Regions from separate parts of the Mus musculus genome. Here region 2 is linked to region 1. Evidence: chromatin contacts called from public ChIA-PET data. All regions are on one chromosome and are shown on one strand. The core of a region is the stretch at or near the end of the contact, and the rest is flanking DNA. Distances in the headings are between cores, read along the strand shown. Region 1 holds the start of Numa1 (nuclear mitotic apparatus protein 1). Region 2 holds the start of Stim1 (stromal interaction molecule 1).

Region 1 (7,257 bases), core at 2,761-5,260:
CAACTCCTTCCTCCCATGTGCCATCCCTTAGTCTGGGCTTCAGCTCCTTCTTAACGGCTACCTGCCTGAACACCACCACCTCACCTCAAGATAACACCAAAGTGAACTTTGGTCTTGGCTACTGACCTGTTCAAGTTCTCAACTTAGGAGCCCCTGCCAGCACTGACCCTCGTTCTTTTACTGTTCCTACTCCCAGAATGTTAGGGCCACAGGCTTCCACCTCAAGGTGTCATTCCTCAAACCCACCAGGCTCCAACTCCAAAGTTCCAAAGGCTTAGAGACTCACAGGTAAGAAAATGGCTGCAGCATCTGTACACCTGAGTTCAGGCAAAACCTAACTATCAGTTACCCTGCTATAAAAATTCCAGGCTCCAGCACCACTCCCTAAAATAGATACCCTCTCCTTCACCTGAGCAACTTGTGCGCTGTTGGACTGAACACTGATGTTGGGAGTTCCTCTGGGAGGAATACATCAAGAGACACAGGCAACTAACCTGTGACTTGGATCTTACCTGGTTTGCTACCTTAGAGGGCCCTGACAAAGGCCAAGCTACCTTGATAAAATGTTTATTCATTATACACGGGAGGTGGAGACAGGAGGATTGCTTGTACCCAGTCTTAACAACAACAATAGCAATAGCAAAGCCAGGTGTAGTGGTCCATACCCTCAGAAAGCAGAGGCAGGCGCATCTTTGTGAGTGTAAAGCCAGCTTGGTCCACATACCAAGTTCCAGGCCAGTCAGGGTGACATAGGAAAATCACTTCTCAAAAAAACAAAACCAAACAAACAAATTAAAAGGGGGGGGGGGCTGGAGAGATGGCTCAGTTGTTAAGAGCACTGACTGCTCTTCCAGGGGTTCAGAGTTCAATTCCCAGCAACCACATGGTAGCTCACAACCATCTGTAATGGGATCTGATGCCCTCTTATGGTGTGTCTGAAGAGAGCTACAGTGTACTCATTAAACAAACAACAAACAAAAACAGAGGAGCTGAAGGGGATTGCAACCCCATAGGAAGAATAACATCAGCTGGCCGGACCACCCAGTGTTCCCAGACATTAGATCAGGAACCAAGGAGTGCAGTGCACGGGCATGGAGTGCACACATGACTACAGATACTTATGTAGCAGAGGACCACCTTGCCTAACAGCAATGGGAGGGGAGGCCCTTGGTCCTGTGGAGGTTTGATGCCCCAGCTTAGGGGGATACTGAAGCAGCAGGGTGGGAGAGAGTGGGTGGGTGGGGGAGCACCCTCATGGAGGCAAAGGAGAGGGGGTACAGGATGGATGCAGGATGGAGAGATTTGTGGAGGGTAACAGGCAAGTGGGATATCATTTGAGATGTAAAGGAATAGAATGATTAATTAAAAAAGAAAGGAAATCAAAAAAAGAAAAAAGAAAAACAAACAAAAATTAAATCCCAAACAACAAAAGGAGCTGTCTTGCTGGTGTGTCCTCTGGCTAACAAAGGGGCTGAGTTGTTTTGAGATGGTTTTCCTTTAGTTTTTTTCAAGACAGGTGTTCTCTGTGTAAACCTGACTATCCTAGAACTTGCTCTGTAGACCAGACTGGGCTCCAATTCAGAGATCTGCCTGCTTCTGCCCCCCAAGTGCTGAGATTAAAGATGTGCACCACCACCATTCATACCAAAAGAAAAAAAGGGGGAAAAAAGGCCAAGAAAAGCATTATCTTTTCTCTATTATGGGGGAAAGCCCTGAGTAGGCTGTGTGGACAAGTCAATTGTTTCTCAGCATTTCTGCAATCAAAAGCAAATGAAGTTACTGGATGAATTCTCTACTTGCTCTAAGGCACTAACTTTCAGCTCAGGCCTCTCCCTCTGCACATACACCACTCTCTTTGTAACCTAGATTTCTGACTCAGAGTCCTGAGAATCTGGAAAGGAATGAAAAGACTTCAGGAAAACCCCACATTCCGTTGTTTCTTTAAAAAAAAAATCGTCCTTGGTGACTCCCACCTCTAGAGCACTTTGAAAGGCTGAGGCAGGAAGATGGCTCTGAGTTCTAGGGCAGGTAAGGCCACATAATCAAGAGGAGAAAAAGGGGAAAGAGGAGGAGGCAAAGAGTTTTTTAATGACCTAAAAGCCTCAGGAGGACTGAGAAGCCCCCAGAAGTAAGTAGGCCCATAACACCTAGGAACAGGGACGCTCCTGACAAGAAAGTCCAAACACCAACCCTTGAGTATTTACAGTTTTGAGACTGCAGAGTACAGATCTGCAGATGCAATCGCCAACCTTCAAAAGTTCCCTTTTCTGCCCTATAAAACCCCAAGCCCTTTGTATCTCTTCAGCCTCCACTCCCCAGAGAGCCTGCTGCCCTTCATTGTTCTAATTAAAGGACAATCTGCTTCTGTTGAGGTCAGTCTATTTTCACATTGCCGGGCTTAATCAGAGCTAACAGTACTGACACCTAGTCCTTTCCCCCATATTCGTAAGGTCATGATCGGAAAAATGTTAGCAGAAAAGTTGCAATCATGAACTAGACTGCGGCCTACAGGCAGATACTGTGTGAAGTGCCTGCGCAAGCGCACATACACAGCCCTCTGGGGCAGTTCATCAGCACCTATCCCCAACCACTACATTCACACACTCAGATCCCTGGCAGCTGACAAAAATAAAAAATAAAAAAAGACACGTTTTCATTGTCCAACACCGCAAAAACATCTAGGACCACACAAGGAAACAGGGAAGCCCTCTACTGGGCCGTCTCTATAGCTCTAGGACAGGCGCACACATTACTCCCTCCAAACAAAAACACGCTGACATCTATGAGGGGAAAGAAAGGCGCCAACTCCCGGATGTTGGCAAGCTCTGCGCAGGGCCAGCGCCTGTTTCTCAGTGTTTACTTGCTCTCCCTTTCCTCTCCCTCCCCTCTAAGGATGGCGCAGCAAAGGGAGGTGAGGGGGATGAACCACCCCACCCTCTCGTCCATTTTTTTGAAAAAACAAAACAAAACAAAACTAACCCGAGAAAGAGTGAGGGAGAAAAAGTCTTAGTGCTGGGGGCCTTACCGGACTCCTAAAGCCAAACGTATCTACAGGTTTTAATCCGCCATTAGCATTTAAATCTTGAAAGGACAGGGGTAGGGGGGGGCAGTGGAAAGTAACCCCACACACAAAAGAAAAGTTGTTGGGTTTCTTCTCAGTCGGCCAGGCAGAAGCAATCTTCCTGGCTGACAGCCAGAAGTGCGTCACAGCCAGGAGTCTGCTTTCTTTAAAGGCACAGCGAGCTTCCGCGCGGTCTGGGAGCAACAGCGAAGCCAAGAGCTCGGGGGGGGGGGACGGGGGGGGGACGACGCCTACCAGGAGGACCCAGGTGAAGCCTGCCCGTGCCCTAAAAACTGAGCAGGACGTGCGGGGGCGGGGAGAGTGGCTAGGGCGCAAGCCCGCAGGCTCCATTGCTGAAGGGAGAGCACGCGCAGCAAGGGCTGGAGGCTGTGGCGTAAACACACAAAAACGCACCCGCGGTGGCCGGCCTCACCAACCTGAGATGGCCAGGACACTCCCCCTTCGCTGCTTTCCAGCAGGGCTTAAGGCAGTAGCAGTGACGGCCTGTCCACCTCCGAGACCAGCCCTATCGGGCAGGCCCAGAGCCGCCGAACCCACGGCCAGCCCCTGGCGGGAAAGGCGCCCGGCGCAGAGGAAGCCTGGGAGCCGAGCGCAGGGGAGCCGCACGGCGCAGGCCTTGTACAGGGGCAGCTTCCTGCGGCGCGGCGAGGGGGGCGTGTCTGCAGGCGCACGGCCGCCCGCCGGCTCCCCGCCACACAAAGCGCAGGCCTCCTCAGAGCGCCCTGCCTGCCCGCCCGCCTGCCCGCCCTAGGACTTGGCCACCCTAGCCTGTTCTCCGCAGGGAATCTCTTCAGCCCCTACCTTCTGCGTAGCAAGGCCAAGATGCCATGCTGTGTGCCTGCTCCTCCCACTCCTCCACCCAAACGAGCGGCCCAGGCAGTTTCTAGCCGCGGAGCGTAGGCCTCGCTCTTCTGTCCCGATAGCTGCGCTATTGTTGACTGGAATGGCCGCCAAAATCCCAGCTGTGCTGCCAGAACCTAATCCGCTGTTCCTGTGGGCATTTGTGGGGAGGGGCCGAGGGGCCAAGGCACAGTTCTGAGTATGGCAGGCGCTGGCTAGAGCCCTCAACAGGCACAGGGACTCATCATCCTCAGAGTCTGCTGCAACTATATGACTAAAAGAAATGTCACACTCAGACAAGATCTCGACAGCGTTGCCACCCACTGGACACCTCCTGGGATAGTTAAAGGAATTCCCTCACTTTACAACTAGAAACATTTAATGAAGTATGTGTAATGTATTGCTATTAAATATTGTTAATACCCATACAAGAATTATACCCAACGTCTGAGCTAGGGTTACAATTCCACAGATCAGAAGTGACTACAAGTTTTATCCCAAGATGGTACATGTTAACTCATATAAAAGATGTAAGGAAACTAACCAGTTTAGATGAGGGAAGGATTAGAAAACTGAAGTAATATTTTAATCTGGATCTTCAAGCACAAAATCAAATTTTTCCTCTCGGGAAAGGGAGAAGAAAGCAGAAAGGTGTGGTAGCAGTGAGAGACCAGGTGTCAAAGGTGAACTGAGGTCAGAATTGGGAAATCTTGAACTTCAAGGATTCAAATAAAGGATCTGGGATGGTTTTAACAGAGAGCTGTGGTATGAGCCAGATTAACCTGACAAAATGGTTCTCTGGCAGCAAGGTGAGCTAGGAGGCTACCCAATAGATAGGAAGGTGTTGAGGACACGGATGGTAGAGAATAGTTAAAAGAGGAATGAGAAGCATTGAGGAGAAAGAAGCTGACAAAAAGCAGGAGACTCAAAGCCACCATGGTGCTGTGTGCTTACAGTCCTGGCAAGTGGGAGGTTGGAGCAGAAGGCCAGCCTGATCCACTCACTACTAGAGTTCCAGCCCAGCCAAGGCAGAGTAACAGCCTATCTCAAACAAGACAAAACTAGGAGGAGCAACTGTACCGGGAAGAAAGTACATGGCATATGTGAATCACATGTGAGGAGGAGATGGGGGTCTGAAGAAGAAACAGGATATAATAGATAGTAGCTAATGCTTACTAAGAACCTACTAACATGCCTCAAACCATCCTACTGACCTATTGGGCATCATTTCATTAGGCTTCAACACCTCTTTATGAAGCAGGTAAATTACCACTCAACTTTAAGATGACTTTTTTAAAAAGACTTATTATTTATGTGAATACACTGTCACTGTCTTCAGACACACCAGAAGAGGGCACTGGATCCCATTACAGATGTGAGCCACCATGTGGTTGCTAGGAATTTAACTCAGGACCTCGGAAAGAGCAGTCAGGTGCTCTTAATCGCTGAGCCATCTCTCCAGCCCTACCACTCAACTGTAGACATGAGGAAGCTAAGCCACAAAGTGACTATCTTACATACATATCACAAATCACTTGCAGCTAACTACATAACCCTGGCAAGGATTCCTCAGATTCCTAGATGAAAGCATAGCCTCCTCTGCTTTAAGAGTACAAGCATGAACTCAGTAACATTCGCAAGGTGCCCAACACACTGACTTTTAGCACAGAAGGTGCTAGTGGATGCTTCACAAAGGTTGGTCTCTGTCACCAGGGTGTCCCAGCAGAAGGTTTACCAGTGCTAAAGAAGCTAGAGATATTCCTCCTGGAACAGGATGGTACCTTCAGTGTGACCGCCTTTTCCCCACCAGTTCCTCTCTCGGCTTTTACTTTATAGGCACACTTCAAATCTCAATCCCTCCAATATTAAACTGGTAACAGTAGTGGATTACTGGGGACAATCACTTGGGGACTTCCTACACTGTATGTATGTTTTTATGGTTGGATTTATTTTTTTATTATTTATTTACTTATTTTGGTTTTTTTGAGACAGGGTTTCTCTGTATAGCCCTGGCTGTCCTGGAACTCACTATGTAGACCAGGCTGGCCTCGAACTCAGAAATCCGCCTGCCTCTGCCTCCCAAGTGCTGGGATTAAAGGTGTGTGCCACCACACCCAGTGATTGGATTTATTTTTAATAACCATGTACAAAAAGACACAATGGCTCAGGAGATATGCATGATCTGGTCTGAAGACCTAGGATCTACATGGTAGACAAGAACTCACTCCCAACAGCTGTTCTCTGACACACACAAAAACATGATTTTAGTGTTTAAAAATTATGCTAATCATGTACAAAGCTCAAGAAATGGTTTTATATATATTTTTGTGAAAGTCTCTTTCATCTAGAATGACAACTCCTTAAGGACATACCCCAGTTCCCTCTCTATGATCAGCCATAGTCCCTAGCTTACTAAAGCTCATTAAATCTGTTCCACTGAACTACATTTGTATGGCAGCTTTCCAAACACAGTCTCTGGCTACTAAAAGAATGTGTGTGCTGAGTAGAGGGGATGAGGTGTTGGTGAGATCCATACCCAAGACTGCAGACACATTGCTCTCTCAAACCTACAGCCTGTTCTCACCATCCCTCTGTAGTCTGTACTTAGCAACTGCTATTAGCAGAAAGGACGGCTTCTATTCAAAGGACTACCACAAATACAAATGTTCACATTTTATGAAAAGAAATGGCAAAAATAGTTAAAGACTGGCACACCCTAAAATTGTATGGGATGAAAATAAGAGGGTTGCTAAACTGCCCACCAGTCTCTGCAGTTCCACTTGGTACTGTGAGTCCTGAAACTTCACAGTGAAGACAGAGTAGATACTGTATCTCTCCATCTTGCCCCTGCTCTAAACACAAGGTAACACGTTCCAGTTGAACCACTGCTGTAGAAGGCTTGAAATCTCCTCTAGAATTTCCCTGCCAAGTCCTTACACTTCGAGGCCAACTAACTTATGGGCTACCCAGGAAGTGTGGCTAGTTTCTCCACTTCTCTTTCTTCTCAACCAAGAAAGATCACTTGGCTCCTGCCTGGTTCTACAAGGCACTCATTACCCCACCAAAAGGGGCGGGGTGGGGTGGGGATAAAGAAAGGGGTTTTGGAAGAACTCACAATGCAGGAGGAGTGAGTTCTGATAGAAGCTGAAGAGTGGTAGTAAGTTAGAAGCACACAGTTGTTCAAAGGGTCTGGTAATACTCCATCTCCCATTGTAGCCAGTAGGCTGCAGCAATTTGGTATTCATTTTATTATTCTTGTTTAAAATGTCAGTGTTGGGCTGAAGAGATGGCTCAATGGTTAAGAGCACTGACTGATCTTCCAGAGGTCCTGAGTT
Region 2 (6,805 bases), core at 1,772-4,271, 300 kb before region 1:
ATCTTTCGCTGCATTTTAATAGGGTTATTTTGAGGCTTTGCAGAGTAAGCCATGTAACTGTAAAATATAAACTGTGCAGAGCACACAAATTTACCAATTATGTTGAATCTTGCTGAGAAAATGGTAGCTAAGACAGGTATGGTGTCTTGTGGCCTGTAGTCCATCCCTTGAGTAGTGGAGGCAGAAAGATCAAGACCTCAAGACCAGCTTCAGCTACTTTTTAAGTTTAAGGCCAACCTAGGCTACTAAGTCTAAAGAAAGAGAAAGACAGGGAGAGTCAGAGGGATAGAGGAGAGGGAGGGAAGAAGAAAGAACAGTATAGAAGGGGTAGCTTTAACAGCAAGTAAAACTCATGTGTTCTGTGGACACAGAGGACTTGGAAAGACTCTGCACAAATCCTGGCTATAGCAACAGTTTCACTCCAAACCCTTTGCAGAATCTAGGGTAGAAGCCACTTCTTTGAAGAAGAAAGAAAAGTCCCTGCCTGAGCCAAAGTTCCATAGTGACCCAAGTAGACAAGCTACCAAAACAATACAGGTAGGAAGGACACCCACATTCCCACAAAAACGATAGGCATTCCTAACACATAGAGTCCCTGAGACTTTCCTCCCTGGAATATAATTACTACAACGATGGAAGCCAATTTCTGAACTAAGAGGAAATAAAGATGAAAAGAGAGGCCTTTATGGCGTAATCTAAACAGTCAGTCCTCAAAGATAGGACGTTTGAGGAATGTCTCCACAGACTCATCCTGAGGGATTCCTGAGGAATGCTGGAATGCTTCTCTACCTTAGGCAAAACACACACACACACACGACCTACAGTCAACTTCCTAAAGGCTTGCTAATGCCTAAAACTCGAAGCTGCATTCTTTTAGTTTAGATCTGACATACCAAACAGCTCTCAGAAAGATTGATTTTATGTCATACACACATATTCTGAAGTGAAAACAAGAGGATAAATGATCAATTATAAACCAGGATGTCTGTCACTGGGACTGCAGAAAGACTACTCAGGGTTACTTCACAGTTCAACCAATTTTTCCATTCATAGCCCAATGGGGGGAAACAAATTTAAGCTAAGTTTCAGAGGCCTAGGAGATTTCCTATGGAGATGCAGGAATGACCAATCCTAAAAGCAACAGCCCTAACTCCATGCTTGTATAAGGGACAGTCCTGGCCTCACCTACAAATCAGCCCTTGAAACACCTAAAATTTCAGACAACCAAGTCAAAAAAGCTGAAAGAGGGCAGCCCAAGAAAAAGTCTACCACTAATGCAATCCATAAAAGACTTCACCGCCATATTTTATATTCTTTCCCTGCTTGTATCAGCAGATACCCACTGAGACATCCCCTCTCTGAACTTGCCTATCCTCAAACACCCTAACTAGTCTTCTGTCCCCAACCCTTCAGGCTACAGTCTGGGGCAGATTGTAGTGACAGGGTGTGAAAAACAGAAAAAGAGAACTGGTGAGCTTCTAAACTTTGTGTAAATTAATTGTATTTTTTTTAAAGGTTCCTTTCTACTGCAAAAGTATTGGCCAGAGCTACTACTGCTAAACAAAGCTCTGTAAGTATACAGGGAAAATAAGGACAGATTAAAAATAATAACATGGAATCCTTACTCTCATCAGTCAGAAGAAACGGATTAAGTCAACAAGTGGTCCCAGGATTTTTTATTACCGAGAAGTCAAGAAAGGGCCATTTAAGTCCCTAGTGGTAAACAGGATTCCATCTAAGGACTTGCTTTGATATTTCACATGGGCACAAGCAAAAGACAGATTTCCTAAGGGAAAGGAGGGACTACGGTGGTTCTCACGGTGGTTAGAACAGAAAGGCACACCTGAACACCAAGCTGTAGAAAAACAGACCCAGCCCTGCCCTGATCTTCCCTGCCCATCCCGAGTGGCCTCAACCCACCATTGCCACACACCCCCTTATACCTCAAGTGATAAAACTGGCTAAAAGGAATTTTAACATCTGAGAAGGCTACTCTTCCAGACAAGAAGTCCTGAATGGGGCCTCAACCTTACTGATCTAAAAAGTCAAGGTGTCCCCATGAGGCTTCTCACTACCTTCCGGAGGAGGGATAAGGAAAGTTGCTCTGGGGAAATACTAACATTAGGCATGACTACTACACGAAAGAACTTCTTGGACTACTGAGACTACACAGTGTTATGGTGTATCTCACATGTGCGGAGATTCCAACGTGCCCACTTCGGGCCACTCAGTCTTGAGTCAATCAAGCCCCCAGCCCAGTCCAGCCCGCCGCAAGGCCTTCTTTACCTGCTTCGGTAGACTCTTCAGAAGTCGCCCCGGAGCTAGCTCCTGTATTCTTTTCACTGTGACTATGGCTGAGACTCTGGCCCTGATGCAGAAGGAGCCCCCAAAGAAGCCACAGGGCAAGACGGGCGCACACATCCATGACGGTAGGTCTCAGTCAACATGCGCCTGCTGTAGACACCTTTGGATCCCAGAAGCAAATCCCAGAGTCAGGGAGTGCAGCCGACGGTTCCAAAGCAAGATGCCCTCGCGGCGCCGCAGCTGTCCAGCCACCTGCGGGCTTACCTCCTCCGATAAGCGAAGGTCAAGTGCCCCAAGTTTGGACGCAGAAGGATCGGAGTCTCCGGTCCAACTGTAGGTCCGCCGGGGCTGCGGCGGCGGCCTGAGCTCTATCTGCTTCCGGAGAGTTTGAGCAGGGTGGCTGCGGGGCCGCTGTCAGCTCCGCAGCCTGCTGCACCCCTGCGGGAGGAGGCGGGCAGAATCTCCCGCCCGCACTGAGGTGGGGGAGGGAGAGAAGAGAGGAGAGAAGGGGGGCACCTGACCTCGCCCCGAGAAACAGCGGTGAGCCTCAGCAGCTAGGGCTTCGGCGTGCGACCTACAGGCCCCAGCAGACACGGATGTCTCCGGGATCCTAAGACTCCTAGGCCGAGGTCAGCGCCCCCGCCGGGTCCGGTACCTCTGCGGCTCCTGGTGCCCCGGTGCAGCAGGCGGACGCGCACGGGCCAGGCCCGGGACAGCGGCTCCCGGGAGGGCGGGAGGGCGGGAGGGCGGCACGGGGCGGGCCCGAAGTGGGCGGGGGCGTGCTCTACCGCCGGCCCGCCCCGCGCCGCCCGGCCCCCAGCGAAGCCCGGGCCCGCCCCAGAGCCGGCTTATCCCGGAATAACCTGTTGGAGAGCGCCCGCCAGAGCCCCCCGCAACTGGCGGGGTCTCTTGGGGACCCTGCCTGCGCTGGTGGTCGTCAGGACCGCGGCCCCGCGACAAGGATGGGGCCTCGGCCTCTGCCGTGCGCACCCCAGCCTCCAGCTCTAACGCCCGCCCGCAGGCGGGCCCCTGACACGCAGTTGCTCAGGTAACTCAGGCCTGCGGCGGCGGTGACAGCTACTGCCCTGTCCGGATCTCCGGGCCGCAGCGCTGCTCTCCGGACTCCACTGTAAAGTCAGGTTGGACAGAAACTCCGCACTAGGATGACAAACCTGGAGCCGCCTGGGGTGACTATGGTCCTGCTAGGTTTGGCCAAGGGGCGCGCTCCCAGCCCCCAACTCCCGACTCCCAGGCTCCGCCCTTTCGACGCGCCTCGCAGCCAATCGGCTTCCGCCTCTCAATAACCCGCGCCTCCGGTCTCCCGTACGCAGCGGTCCCTGGTGGCCACATCTAAGTACTGCAAAAGGACTAGTTCCTAGGTGGCCCTGACCCTTTCTAGAGGGTTACTGAAGGGAAGGGAAGCCCCTAGTCAAGCCCTTTAGAGGCTACAAGTGTTTAAAGAAGAAATTGTTCCAAAAAGCAGAATGAAATGCCCATCCCACTGTAGGTAAAACGTCACCTGTACGTAGCCTAACAGGTCTATCTGCTTTCCTAACACCCTGCCCGTCCCTGATCTACATCCTATGCCCTTGTGTAGCTCTTGCAACCCACCTCTCAGGCCCCACCCTCTTGAGGTTTGTGGGGTAAAGCCCGTGATGGTTCCTCCCATCTCATTCTCCTATCTCTCTGATTCCGTTAGAGGAGATGGTAGCGACTTGAGAATAAGTGCCCCAAAAACAGAGAACCCCGCCCAGGCTTCCTTTAGCAAAGCCTATACTTCCTGTTCTCTTCTCAAGCGTACTGTCAGCAGATCTTTACCGAAACCTCCGTGCCCTACCCCTGTCCTTGGCACCGGAGGCAGGAGACTGGATTAGGCCCAGTCCCTCTTCTGACAGTGATAAACCAGCTCCTGTTATGAGTGAGCCCTTTGAAGACCAGAACACGGATTTGCCCAACAGCTGCCTGGCTTAAGGGTTAGGCTGTTGATATAAAAATACATGTCAGACGTCATCTACTATCACTCTCTCCACTCTGTTAATCTCCCATCACACTGGCCTTTTTTTTTTTTCTTGTGGTGTGTGTGTGTACACTTTTACAATATCAAACCCAGAACCTCAGACACGATAAACAAGCACTCTATTCGCCACGCTAAACATGGACCTTCAGGAAGTTCCCAAACACATCAAACAGGCTTCAGAGCATTTGTGTCTGTTGTTTCTTCTACCGAAAACCTTCCTCACCCTACTTCCCCACCCGCTCCCCACCAATAAACTTAACCTCTTGTTATTCTAGATATTGTTGAATAACTCCTTAGAAGGTTCAACCTAAGGCTGACAATATGGTTTAGTGGGTAAAGAAGCTCACCACAAGCCGGGCGCGGTGGCGCATGCCTTTGATCCCAGCACTCGGGAGGCAGAGGCAGGCAGATTTCTGAGTTCGAGGCCAGCCTGGTCTACAGAGTGAGTTCCAGGACAGCCAGGGCTACACAGAGAAACCCTGTCTCAAAGAAAGGCAGACAGAAAGACAGGAAGGAGGGAGGGAGGGAGCAAGGAAAGAAGGAAGGAGGGAGGGAGCAAGGAAAGAAGGAAGGAGGGAGGGAGCAAGGAAAGAAGGAAGGAGGGAGGGAGGGAAGGAAGCTACTATCTGTATCACCTTCAAAGCCAGTCTACAGAGTTAGGCCCTAAATATAGCCACTCCTCCCACTATCGTGTGGTTGTGAGTTTTCAGAGGTCTCTGAGATGTACACCTGCACATCATAAATACTTAGTGAAAAGCTTACTGGTAAATGTTAGTTCATTTGATCACACAAATATCTATTGAATGACAGCCATATGCTGGAAAATTGGCCAAAACAAAAGGCGAACCCCTGACCTAGATTCTATCAGACCTATGTTCTGAGCCAGCTCTCAAACTCAAGTCACAAAATGAACAAGTAGGCAATGATGTGACTAAGTCTTAGGTAGGAGTGATAGGGGTGGGGACTACAGACTGGAAATCAATCGGGCAGAAAGGTGGACACAGCATCAACAGATTGTGGCCAAAAAAGGATAGAGACCTTTTAGGATTCAGACCCAGGACAAACAGCTGAGGTGAATGTTTAACATACCAAAGTGGACCTGGCCTCCAGGTTCTCCCGGTATCCCTCAGTGCCTACCTGACATAAGACTCCCTGTACCCAGGGGCTGGGCTTCCCCTCCCCTGAGTGCTCTTTCCTATTAAGTGCAGACATTTTAGTCTCTCTTGCTCTCCTTCTCACTCCCTATCCCTGCATTTTCTCTCTCCCTGCATATGAATGCTCTTCCTCTTACCCCCCTTCTCTGTCCCCCTCCCCTAGGTGACTTCCCTGGCCTCGTTCCATGGGACCAGTGAACCCACCTGAGAGTGGCTTCCCATTAAACCTGCTTTGATATACTTAAATTTGACTTGAATAGGCTCATTTCACTGGCAGAGAATAACGTATCAAGGAGTTGGAGAAATGGCTCAGTAGCTAAGAGTGCATGAGCTCTTTCAGAGGACCCACATCAGGTCTGCCATAACCACCTGAATGTCCAGCTCCAGGGGGATCCAGTGCCCTACACACACACACACACACACACACACACACACACACCCTGCATACACACACACACACAACTAAAAATAATCTCAGAGAACTGGGAGGGCTAAGTTACAGCTGAGAGGAACAGGGCTTGCCTCCCATGCCAAGGCCCTGGCTTCAATTCTGAGCACGGCGAAAAGTAATTAATTTTTTAAAAATTGGCATTTGTACAACACAGAAAAACTTAGAGTAGAAAAGGGATAGAAATATAGCTTATGAGTATTTGCCTTGCAAGCACAAGGCTCTAGGTTTGGTACCAATGCCCCCATCCCCTTCCCCCACAAACACAGTAAGTAGGTTTTGTTGGGCATTGTAAGTCATGCCATTTAAGAAGTTGAACCAGGGGCTGGAGACATGGATCAGCAGTTAGGAGCACTAACTGTGCTTCCAAAGGACCTGAATTCAATTCCCAACACAATATGGCAGCTCACAACTCTAACTCCAAGACCTAACACCCTCACACAGACATAAATGTAGACAAAACACTAATGCACATAAAAAATAAAAGTCGGGGGCCTGGAGTGATGGCTCAGTGGCTAAGAGCACTGACTGCTTTTCCGGAGATCATGAGTTCATTCCTGGGCAACCACATGGTGGATCACAGCAATCTGTAATGGGATCTGATGTCCTCCTCTGGTGTGTCTAAAGACAGCGACAGTGTGCTCATATACATAAAATAAATAATTCTTAAAATTAAATAAATAAATAAATAAATAAATAAAAGTGGTTGTTTGCCTATCCATGTCACGATTACGAGGTGTGGCCTTGTTGGAAGAAATTTATCACCCTGGGGTGGCCTTTGAGGGGCTTATGCTCAGGCTCTGCCTAATATAGAAGAGAGTCTCCTCCTGGCTGTCTGAGGAAGAGTCTCCTGCTTGCCTTCAGATCAAGATCTACAACACC

Evidence for each region. ChIA-PET counts read pairs in DNA pulled down with a chosen protein or histone mark.
Region 2: a contact with region 1 is called in an RNA polymerase II ChIA-PET map of memory CD8 T cells, with 211 read pairs. The contact joins the promoter of Stim1 here to the promoter of Numa1 in region 1. A contact is called at or near these places in 5 of 115 datasets of contacts at active chromatin or transcription factors (embryonic stem cells, extraembryonic endoderm stem cells, memory CD8 T cells and 2 more) and 1 of 9 other capture datasets (adipose tissue).

The regions. Positions count from the first base shown.
Region 1 is chr7:101,966,596-101,973,852 of GRCm38.p6, reverse strand. It overlaps Numa1 (nuclear mitotic apparatus protein 1), which reads right to left and starts at 4,010. Exons shown (of 25, transcript NM_133947.3): 1 at 3,884-4,010.
Region 2 is chr7:102,264,035-102,270,839 of GRCm38.p6, reverse strand. Stim1 (stromal interaction molecule 1) reads right to left here and starts at 3,021. Exons shown (of 12, transcript NM_009287.5): 1 at 2,287-3,021. The coding sequence starts at 2,425.